Linked DNA regions of Gossypium hirsutum: region 1 is linked to region 2. A link is a contact called in public Hi-C data. All regions are on one chromosome and are shown on one strand. The core of a region is the stretch at or near the end of the contact, and the rest is flanking DNA. Distances in the headings are between cores, read along the strand shown. Region 1 overlaps LOC107915674 (ubiquitin carboxyl-terminal hydrolase 6). Region 2 overlaps LOC107916351 (serine/threonine protein phosphatase 2A 55 kDa regulatory subunit B beta isoform).

What was found. Hi-C and Micro-C count contacts between places; a contact is called where the count stands out from the background.
Region 1: a Hi-C map of leaf shows a contact between it and region 2, with 4 times the contacts expected there. The contact joins two enhancer-like sites. A contact is called at or near these places in 9 of 34 Hi-C or Micro-C datasets (callus, leaf and seedling).

Annotation. Positions count from the first base shown.
Region 1 is chrD10:6,452,284-6,458,152 of Gossypium_hirsutum_v2.1, forward strand. LOC107915674 (ubiquitin carboxyl-terminal hydrolase 6) reads right to left here. Exons shown (of 21, transcript XM_041103216.1): 10 at 2,656-2,681; 11 at 2,574-2,653; 12 at 2,107-2,155; 13 at 2,068-2,104; 14 at 1,806-1,830; 15 at 1,760-1,804; 16 at 1,195-1,275; 17 at 1,013-1,108; 18 at 868-919; 19 at 429-545; 20 at 304-378; 21 at 1-142. The coding sequence ends at 48. Among protein-coding and RNA genes, the nearest start is that of LOC107916350, 29 kb to the left of the region's middle. Within about 2 kb of position 1,613, at least 1 of the 9 cell types and tissues checked has an H3K27ac peak or open chromatin away from gene starts, as enhancers often do.
Region 2 is chrD10:6,414,183-6,420,252 of Gossypium_hirsutum_v2.1, forward strand. LOC107916351 (serine/threonine protein phosphatase 2A 55 kDa regulatory subunit B beta isoform) reads left to right here. Exons shown (of 15, transcript XR_005919583.1): 15 at 296-516. Among protein-coding and RNA genes, the nearest start is that of LOC107916350, 8.7 kb to the right of the region's middle. Within about 2 kb of position 1,444, at least 5 of the 9 cell types and tissues checked have an H3K27ac peak or open chromatin away from gene starts, as enhancers often do.

The DNA of each region.
Region 1 (5,869 bases), core at 363-2,862, 38 kb after region 2:
TGAATCATCTAAGAAGGAAATACCACTATATTGTTTCTAAAATTCAATCAGTTTAAAGCACACCGAATGCAAGTGATGATGATGATGATGTATAAAAGGTACATTGAAACAGTACGAGCCTTATACACGCAGATGTGTGCACCTAAAACCGAAAACAGGAGGAGGAAAAAAGATCCCAGTTAAAAGAACAACACATGAGTGAGTCGATGAAATGAATTGTCAATTCAAAATAAAAGAACAGCAGTACTTGTTGGCTAATAAGCACGGCAGGTTAGGATTTTATTAAAGTCAGGTCGAGATTACCTCCTCCAGACAGTTTAACGATGTCTTCCTCCTGCTGTGGAATAGGCTTATCGTCATCAAATTCAATCCACTTCCCTGTGATTAGGGACAATTATTACATATAGTACAACCATAAATACATAAACCAAATGGCATAGAAATAGAGTCCCAATAAAACTATTTCCAGAAAACTGACCATTTGTGGGTCAGCACAGCAACCAAATCATAAATCCCAGTTAAACTTGTTTCCTTGTCAGAGGAACCGCTAAAAAAACAAAGTGAGAAGTCAGTCTGTCAACTATTTTCTAAAGTATCTCATTTATTATTGGAGGAATATAATTGTATCTTTACAGAGAATAGCTATGGTGCACAATTTCAAAGTAGTTATTCAAGAGCTTCCCTATTAAGGAAATTGCCCTGTAAAATGGGCTTTAGAAACTCAAATAATCTCAAATTTAATCATCAGATACTAAGTAAAAGAGGAAATCTATTTTCATCGTAGCATATATAAGCATCTGGACCAGGGAGTAAACCGCAAACACAGACAGGTCAGGCAGACAAAAGATCAGGTCATAAAGAGTCTTTTACCTTCCTGAGATGTAGTAGCAGATGATTCTCCACCTGCATTTGATGACCCCTGCATGCATAAGATAAAAAGAACCATTCAAGCACAACTATGAAGGACTGACATTTGTGTTTGCGCTTATAGCTAAATCATGTGATCTCACACCTCTGCATCAGTCATCTTGGCATCACCATCTTTTGAGCCAGAGCTCTTCTCATTAGCTTTCAAACCAAGCTTTTTACCTTCATCATCCCTCAGAAGCTAAAAGTTGCATACCAAGTGAAAGTTGGTCAATGATTGCAAAATTGAAATTCAGAATTTCATCCAGATAAGGCAAAAATGACTACCTGGCGAGGACCTTCCAATAGTTTGCGAAGTTCATCTGAACACAAATCATAAACATCCAACTCCAGTGGATAATCCACTTTCTGAAAAAGGGAAAGACATCATTTAATAAGTGTCCCACGATAAGATTAAAGGTGTGAGGTGTCTAAAGGTATGTTCATCTATTTCAAAGTTATTAAAAAAACATATTATAAGCGTCACAAAACTACCAATAATTGCATATAACATATAATAAGAGATTAAAACTTAGTAACACAAAGAAATATATTTATACTCTCTGAGTTGAATTGAGGTGTTAATATTTTTCTATTAACTGCTTGAATTTTTGAAGATACACATTTGTAAACACTTTACAGAAAAGAAACGATATCATAACAGCATGAACAGTACTTTCTAATATTAAATCAAAAAAGATTTTTTATATATATTTTATAATAGTAGACCTGCCATGTAGTGCAGGTGCTTTTTCTAGAACTTAGATATAATAAGGGTCTCAATTTTTTTAGCCTTTACTAAGTCATCCCCAGCTGGTTAAACAAAAATAATTAATTATTTGTGAAAACATGCATGCAATATCTTAGCCTTTTGATTCGACTCCCTCTTCCAGAAAAAAACGCACGAACTGAATAGTCAAGTACCTTCAGAATTCATACAAAAACAAAGGAGTTGTCAAACAATTTTCTCTTCAAAAAGATGGGTGGAAACATGGAAGTTATGAAACATCAAAACAGAAAATGGCATCTACATCAGTGAAAGAAATGCCACATGATATTTTAGCAGACTATGGTACAAAAGTACAAAATATGAATATGTGTGTATATATATATATATAGAGAGAGAGAGAGAGAGAGAGAGGACAATAAAGAAGCCATTACCTTGGCAAACCATTAATCTGGGACTCCTTGAAGTAATTGCACTGTGCCCCAGGGCAGGAGAAGCTTTTTCCAATTCTGATTTCAAACCCTAATTATAAAGGCCTTATTAATCATGTCCACTATGGCACTATCAATGGATTAAGAACAATTTTCTTCATCTCATTAATGATGAAGCTATTAAAGGGTGAACAATAAAAGAAACTAAAATTGATTTGTAGTTTGACATGCATGGCAAAGCGGCTAGGATAAACCCCTCACTGGAGAAAGGTTAAATAATTCCAATATTGTAAATTTGTTATTTGTTTTATTATTATTATTAATTTTAAAAAGCTAAACCAATGCAGATTAGAAATCCAATCAGCAGCAAGAGCATTGAACATAATATCCGTCCCAAAATTTGGGCACAAAGTTGACAAGTGAGACTATCAAAAGAAAAACATTGCATGCAGGAATCAATATACTTAATCATATATAGAATAGGGAAGAAGATAGTTGATATAACTTACATGTTTTAGACCTTCGTGCAAATGGTTCACTTCCTGCGAAATATGGCATTTTAGAGAATAAATTGATTCTGTCTCAAAATTTCTTCACTGCTCTCTTGGCAATGAATCCTAGTGGTTGCACAGAGGTTCATAATACAAAAGGGTAAATTGTCAAGTACACATAAGATAGAAATGTGCAGAAGAAAATTTGTGAATTGTACAATGCATTTGTAATAGCTCGATTTTCAATGATGTCGGAAACAGTGATTCGAGACTACCAAATCTAGCGAGTAAACTCGTAAATTTTATTATTTAATATTTACGAGTCAAATATCGATTTAAAAAAAAGTTTTTGAATTGATAATTTGTATTTTATAATAATTTATTAGGTCAAGTGGTTTTAGAAAATGAGGTATCGAGACCTCGTTTCCATAAATCGAGCCGTAAATATTTTTATAAATATTTATGGAGTGTTAATAAGCCGGTATTAAAGTTTCTTTGAAAAATTTTAACGTTTTGATAGTTAATTAATTAAAAATGACTAAATTGAAAAAGGTGCAAAACTTGCTAATTATAATAATTAAGTGATTAAATAGCATGAGTAATAAATAAAGAAAGACCTAAATAGCAATTATGCCTAAATGAAAAGTTGAGGCGGCATATTTTCAGTTCAAACAGACCCTAAGAGAGCTCCTTCAGCTGGTTTTGCATATTTGCTTCATGTGAGTTCAATTCTTACCCGTTTCTTGTAATTTTTATGTTTTTAAAATTGTTACAATTAGATCCAACTAAACCTTACCTTAGTTTTTTATTGTATTAAAAATTTTGGAAGTTTTCATTGATAAATATTATATGTTTTTGATGAATAACATGGATTTAGAGCTTTGATTATATTGTATGATGATTTTATAAAGTGATTTTGTTAAATATTGATTTTAGGATTAAATTGTTGAAATAATAAAAATACAAGGGTTTGTTGTGAAATTATTACAAAAATGAACTGTATTGAATGTCACTAATATTCAACTAGCTTGGATTTGTATTAAAAATGGTTAATTTGCATGTTTTGGGTTCATGGACTAAATTGAATAAAAGTAAAACTTTAGGGGTAATTTTATAAAAATGTCAAAAATAACCAAATTACATGAAATGAAATTGTTTTATTGTTTAAATTAATATATTGAATGAAATTATTAATTTAGATCAAAATCGGGTGAAAAATCGAGGCAAATATAAAATTACCAAAATGCCCTTGAACTTTAGTATTTCTGCAATTTAGCCAGTTAAGTTCGTGTAACTAAATTGTACATTTATATGTTTTAAATTGAATATTATTATGTGTGATTTGTATGTTTGCCATGAATATTATTAATCACATATCCGACAAATAACGAGACTCGTTTGAACCTTAGAAAATCGATGGATACAAATGACATGTCATTAAGGGTTCCCGATTGATTGTGATCCTGCATGTGTTGCGGACCCACCACAGCTCTTATGAGCGTTCCGATATTTGGTTCTCACGAGCTTCCCGATACTTGGCTCTCACGAGCTTCCCAACACTTGGATCTCATGAGCTTATCGATTAATGGCTCTCTTGAGCTTCCCATTATATGGCTATCACGAGCTTTCCAATATATGGCTCTCATGAGCTTCTCGATATTTGGCTCGCATGAGCTTCCTGTTTATGGCTCGTATAAGCTTCCAGATAATTGGCTCGCAAGAGCTTCCTGTTATACAGCTCACATGAGCTTCCCGTTACATGGCTCGGAAGAGCTTCCTGATTACATGCTCGTATGGGCATACCTGTATATGAATTGACGGATTACAGATTTGTACACTTCGTGTGTACTACCCGTGTATCCAACGATATTCTGATGGTTTAATGGGCAATGTTCTATTACAAGACGATATGAGTTCGATACAAACTAATACTGGTATATACATGAAATATGTAGAAATGATAGTACATGATATATTGATATATTGAAATGGATGGTATATGTATATGAAGAAACAGAAAAAGGATGATATGTATCATGACATGTACATAAGTGAATATCTTTGATATGTTGATATAAGGAAATTAAATTAGTTGAGATGAGTAATAAACTCAAGTGTGACATGTTGAGAAAATAAGTTTATTAATGTTGAATTTATATGAAATATGTTCAAGTACACTAATAAGTGTTGTTGTTTGATGCTTAGGCAAGTGCCAAGCTATTGGTTGAATGGTAATATGTTTATTTATGCATTGAAAGGGTAAGTACTCAAGTGAAAATATGCTAGTCCTCATGAAAGAGTGGTAAGGTTTAAGTTATACAATTTCTTATGAAATGACTTATCAAGTGATTAATTAAAAAAAAAACTATGCTTAAATGCATTAGCTTGTGGCTATGGTTGAATGATATGTTTATGACTGGTATGTTATGCATATGGAATGAGTGTGGAAAGTAAAGAAATGCAAATGAAAATAAAGAAATTTGGAAGAGTTAAAGTTGTTTAAAATCCTTTATGTTAGGAATAATATGTATAAGTGATGCTATGGATTTATTCACCTTGTGAGTTATTGAATATAACTTCACGAGTATTACGGTATCAATATTGGATAATTCTTGATATGTATAAACTTTATTTTTGAAATGAATTGATATGATTAAAGTTTATACGAGCTTACTAAGCATTCATTGCTTACGTAGTTGTTTTCCTTTACTTTCCAGATTATCAGAAGCTTGATCGGGTTAAAAGCTTGTCGGAGATACATCACACTATCCATCATTTCTATTGGTACTTTCGGATGTTTTGATTTTGGTTATAATGGCATGTATAGATAACCCGGTTAATGTTGGCCTATATGTATTTTGTTGAGATTAGTCACTTATTCGGCTTGTGCTTTGGCACATTTTGATTTGTGCATATTTGTCTTATATGGTGGATGTATAGTTTGGTTTATGGTTCTATGGTGAAAAGTAAAATGTTAGCTAAATGTGCATTTTATACATGTGATTTGGAATGTGATGAATTTATCATAAAAAGATACTTTAATATGTAAGGTATATATATATCTAAATATGTTAGTATTTGAAATACATTTTGGCACCAAATGGTATATTTTGGTAGGTAAGTGAAATGATTTGAAATAAAGCAAATTAGCTTGGTAAACCTTGGGTACAAAAATGCATATAAGTTAGTTATACATATGAATATATTGAATGCATGAATACACTTATTTTGGCTTGTTTTGGATGCCTAAGTACGGCTTGTTGATACACGTAATGTTGATTGTAGGTTGACACCAAATTGGGTGAGAAATGTGG
Region 2 (6,070 bases), core at 194-2,693:
CATCTTTTTTATCACCCCCTCATCCCCAATCTTCTAAAATAGAAGATGGGAGTATGTTTCTAGATTTGTGTTGGGTTGAAGTTACCAGAGAATGTGATTGTAACTATAGAATGTTCAGTATTTGCCACTAGGTTTTAAGGTAAAATGTTAGTCTTCCTTTTTTTTTATAATTTTTTAACTAAAAAATCTTGGTGGGGGAGAATCTGTTGATACTTTCAGTCTATCAATTTTTTTTATTGATTCTTTTCTCATGTTTTGGAACTTCATCTGTTTCTCCATTGATTTTTGTGACTAGGTTTTGCCCCAAATGACACTGGAATTTTGACTCCAAATACCCAACTTTAAAAAGACGAAGATCTGTATACAAAGAATGGGTTGTCGATGTTGGGATTTAGATTTTAGACTTGTTGGATGTTATTATATCTCGAATTGTCCTTTAACCCCCACTTTATTTACAATACTTTGTTGTACCATGTAATCACCATTAGCTCAAGGAAAGTTAAGTTTTGGTTCTCATTGAAATTCAATTATAAACCCACTTCAGATTTGATTAGAATCAGTTGCTTAATCATGCACTAAGCTTTGAAAACAAGTATTACCTTCTCCAAGCAAAGAAAACCCTGTTGTAATAACCACAAGTAGTTTCCAGTAATGCTCAAACTCCCTAGTGGGATGTTATCGATCTTGTTGCATAATGCTTGCATGGCAGCACCAAATATCCAATTCCTTGCCTTATTGATTATATTTGCTTGTAGAGATTTGGATCATATAATTAGCTGTTATAAGTAAAAATGACTAAGCTTTTTACCTAATCTTTCACCTTAGAAAAGTAGGTCAACCAATTATTAACGTGTTTATGTGTTAATAGTTATAATTCAAATATTTTCAATTTCATTACCAATGTTAATAAATTTAAATATTTTGGTCATTTCTCCATTAAACAGTCAACAGAAAGATGATGTGGTCTTCTAATTGATATAATGATAAATTTAGCTCTTAATATTTACATATTTTGTCAATTGAATTCTAAGTTTGAGAAGTTTAGCGCTCAATGTTTACATATTTTATCAATTTAATTTTTATTATTAAAATCAAAAAAAATAAAAAATTAAAAACTGATTAAAAATACAAAATATATACAAAATGAGAAAAATGCATAAATATTATTTTAAAAAATTAAAGTTTCTGTTCTGGCTTTTCATTAATTAATGATAAGAACACTCTGTATTGAAGGAAGTATTTGGGCTTGCGTTAGGGAAGGAAAACAAGAGTTTACGGGGGTATTTCAACACTGCTCTAAAACATTATAGTTGGTTAGATTTGTGGAAAACAAAAATAAACTAAAATAAGAAGATCAGACACTGGTTGAGTTGTTGGGGAATTACTACTGTTCCTAATAATATCTCTATCATGCTCTTGATTGTGGGGGCTTCAACAGTTGCAACCCAAGCTATTGTTTTGAGGGCCCAAGGGTGTTGAGAACAGCTACAATTCCATTTTGTTATCAGTTGAACTACTAACACATGGGGTTTTTTTATTTAATTGTGCTACTGACAGAGAGGTATTTATGGCACCCATGTTTCATCACACCATTCAATTCCTTAACACTTCACCTAAACCCATCACCTTCATTATTTCCTTCATCTTCCTTGGATTTGTCTTGTGCTACTTCATACTTTTGGGTAAATTATATTACTTATAAATTTATCAAATTCAAAAGGTATTTGAAAGTTTTTGTTTAAGTTATTAGGCTGTTAAAATCGTCACTTTATGGTCTTCTCTATTTGTATTGCCGACACCAATTAAAAGCTCTCATATCCTCCTCTACAGTTTAACTTTTTTTTTATGAAATAGTTTTCAATATCACGAATCTGTAAATCAAAACCTGAACAACTTTATTCTTCAATCTCCAACAGTAATCATCAAATTAACTTGAATCATTGCTACATTGTTCTACTCATCAATAGATATTGTTCCATGTTATTGTTTGTCAAATCGTCACTTAGAGCTCATCAACCATACTTTTAAAAGAAAGAAAGAGAAAAAAAGAATAACCTAATGACTTAAATGAAAACTTCTGAATAGTTCAATAACTATTTTGTAGCTATTTCATAACTTTCTAAAGTTGAGTAACCAATATATAAACATACTAATAATTTAGTAACATGTACATATGTTTATCTTGAATTTCTTTAAACAATCTTTTTAGAAATTCCATAAAAGAAATATGATGCTCGTAAATTTTGATTTGACATTTTAGCAAATTTTAGTAGCCAAATGGAATTTTTGGTCTTTGAAGTACACGCAAATGGAGGACACAGTCGTGCATTCAAAGCTTATTTTAATGGGTTTAAGGCATCGAATCTGCATATGACGATTGAAAACATCTTTTACAATATATATAAAATATAAAAATGGAGCAAAATACCCACTAAGACTACTCAAATCAGTCGCTGCTCATTTTTTTAGGGTTTGCAAACATAATTTTCCCCTCAAAATAACACCTTTTCTTTTTCTTTTTTATATTATCCTTCATATTAATACTACTTTCATTATTAATTTGTTCTTAAAAATGAAATAAATTAAAATATTGGATTATATAAATTTTTAACGTAATATTTGTGTATAAATGCTCGTGTAAATAAATATCTGAAGTTCAAAAACTTTTTTAAAATATTTTAACTGTTATGAATATCTTATTAAGTAGATGTCTACTTTAAATTCTAATAGTTATTAGAATTAGATCTCTACTTCTTCTATACTTCTTATGCCTATAAATAGAGACTATGATGAAACATTGTAATCACCCCTTTTGATCAATAAAATACATTCTCTGTTGCTTTCATGTTTTTTTTGTTCTTTATTTTCCCTATCTCTCTTTATTTTATAACACATTATCAGCATGATCTTGCTTAAAGTGATAGTTCCTTTTATCGACGATCAAATTTATTCTCCATGATTTTCAATTTCTTTGACAGCAAGATGCAAAGTTTTTACAAGAAGTTTCTTTTATTTAATGTTTCATATCTGATTATTAATTTTCATTCTTCTTTTATTATATGTTATCATTGTTTTGATTAACTTATTTTACTTTTTGTTCTTAAGGATGATGAAATATTTGATACTGTTATCTATATGAAATCAAGAATATTTTCGAATTATCTCATACCTTCTAGTGATGACGATGATGTTAAAGATCTTCAAGTATATTTTACTATGTTTTATTTATTGTTTATTATAATTGGAGACTAATCATGACAACATGCATAGATAGATTTTGATTTGAAATCTCACGCATGTTTGCGATGGTGATTATGAAATAAAGAATCTATTGGGATGTTTATAAGTCCGTCCTACTAGATTTGTTGCATTCTCCGAAGTGAATGTAAACATAAAGAAAATAAAAGATTTACTCATGGACCACTAAAAGTGGGAACATGGTAATAAATAAGAGAATAATGAGAGTTCTCAAGATAACTCTTCAAAGGATAAAGATAACTTATGTTATCAATGTGACATGAAAAGATTATTAGCCACATATGTGGCGTATGGCCAAATATTTTGTTTCTGTTAATATTTTTTGAGGAATGATATGAAAATGTAGTAATGAATTCTATCATTACAGATAGAAAATATTTATCTTATTTGGTACTAAAAAAACAAATATTATTCCAATATTTGAGAATACAAAATTAGTTGAAAGCTGTAATATCCCGAAAATTACTACTGTAATACCCCAAAAATTACTACAGTAAGAAAGTACGTATCCTTGATAGTAAAATAAGGAAATAAAGTGACAAAAAGGGAAATTTTTGAGTTATGGCAACATTGAGAATTATATTATGACATATTAATTCAAGAAAGGATTAAATTTTAAAAGTGAGAAAAGTTTTGTTGCCCAAGAGTAAATACTCAAAATTTGAGGGATTAAAGTATAAATACAAAAAAGTTGAAGGACCAATAATGTAAATATTTTAAGGGTGGAATAATCTAGAAACTAAGGAAAATGGATGAATTAGGACCAAATTGAAAAGGTGAAGAATTTTGAGGGACTAAATCACAATTTTACCAAATTAAGTGATGACTCAAGGATGAAATTTTTAAAGATTATAAAAGGAAAAATGGTCAATTAGAAGAGAGAGAAATCTAGAAGATAATGATGATGTTGGAGATATTTTATATGAATTAATTAAATAAATATTAGTTTATTAATATTTTAATTTGATTTTTAAATGATATTTTATTATTTTATTAGTATTTTATTTAGTATATATAAGAAAAGAAAGATGAGGAATCATCCATTCCACCATATTTCCATGCAACTAACGTGAGAAGAGAGGAGAAGAAAGAAAGTTTTACTTTCTTTACAATTTGGTCCTTCCACCAAAAATTTACCATTTTCACCTAGAAATCAAAAGAATTTCCATAGCTTCCAAGAGAGAAGAATAACAAGGAGACAATAGGGAGCTAGAATATCAAGTTAGATTCAAGAAATAGAAGATGGAGGAGAGAGAAAATCAAGTTAAAGATTGAAATCAATAGCACAAGGTAAGAATATCAAGATTTCAATATATTTTTAAGTTTGATATTATTGAAAAAGCATGGAAATGATGTTATAGTAGAGTTTTCTTATATAAGGTCTTATGTTCTTGATATATTAGTGAAGAGAAATAAGTGAAAGTGATGGGAAATATTATAGAGAAAAGGGAATAAGGGAGTTATATAACTAGTAATCAACATTTTGCACTAAAACAGTTTTGGACATCAGCAGTAGGTTAATTTTGAAAAATCACCATAAATTTTTTAAATATAATTAGAGTATGAATAAAATATTGAAATAAAGCTTATTGAGTCTAGTTTCTCATAGAATAAACGATGTAAGTAATGGAATTGTAAATCATGAGATATAATAAATTTTGTGAGACAAGGTCAGAATGAATTTGGGTTCCCCTGTTCTGACTTTGAAAAATAATTAAAAATTGTAAAAACATAATTATGGGTTATAATTTATATTTTTAAAATCCTTAATGAGTCTATTTTCAATATAAATAAATGTTAACATCATCTGAATTCTGTAAAAAGAGATAATTAATTTTTAGTGAAGAGGGGTCGGAACAGTCAAACAGTGAAAAAGGGGAAACTTTAAAGAATAAACTGTACTTATTGGCTTAACAAAAAATTTTGAAAATTTTATGGTAAGAATATATGTGAGTCTAGTTTCAGAGAAAATTTTCAGATCTCAATTCGGAGTTCTTTACCTTAAGATATAATTAATTTAGTGACTATGACTCAAGTGAATAGCTTGTTATGAGTAAACAAGTTAATAGTGGTATTATGTATATATCAAGGATGTGGAATGGAGTGGAGGAGGAGGAAAAATATATGTGAATATTCAACTAATATGAGTTTATTTTAAAATATCTAATTTACATGTTTTAGGTTTAGGGACTAAATTGAATAAAAATAAAATTTTAAGGGTAATTTTGTAAAAATGTCAAAAAGTGACCAAATTGCATGAAATGAATTATTTTATTATTTAAATTAATAAATTAAATGAAATATTAATTTATATTAAGATTGGGAGGAAATTCGAGGAAAATAAGAAATTATCAAAATGTCCCTAAATTTTGGTATTTCTGCAATTTAGCCTGGTAAGTTCGTGTAACTTGAATTATATTCTTAGATGATTGAAATATATATATTGGATTGAGAAATTGATTTGAATTGTGAACATGAGAAATTGTGAATTGAATGAAATGGAAATGAAGCTTTGAATTACATGAGTAAATATCGGGTCTCGTAGGCCCTATTTGTTATGAATATAATATTTCGAGGATATGTTGTAAAGAATTATAAAAGCACGTTAATAATTTGAAAGTTTTAATTCGGATGAAATTTTGTAACTCGGTTTAATATGTATGCAAATGTATGTATTCTAGTAATGCCTCGTACCCTATTCCGACGCCGAATACGGGTAAGGGGTGGTACAATGTGATATCGCTAGATTCGGTCATAACGTTTAGACCGGGTTTGGGGTGTTACAAAAGCTCTAGAAGAGATAATATATCAC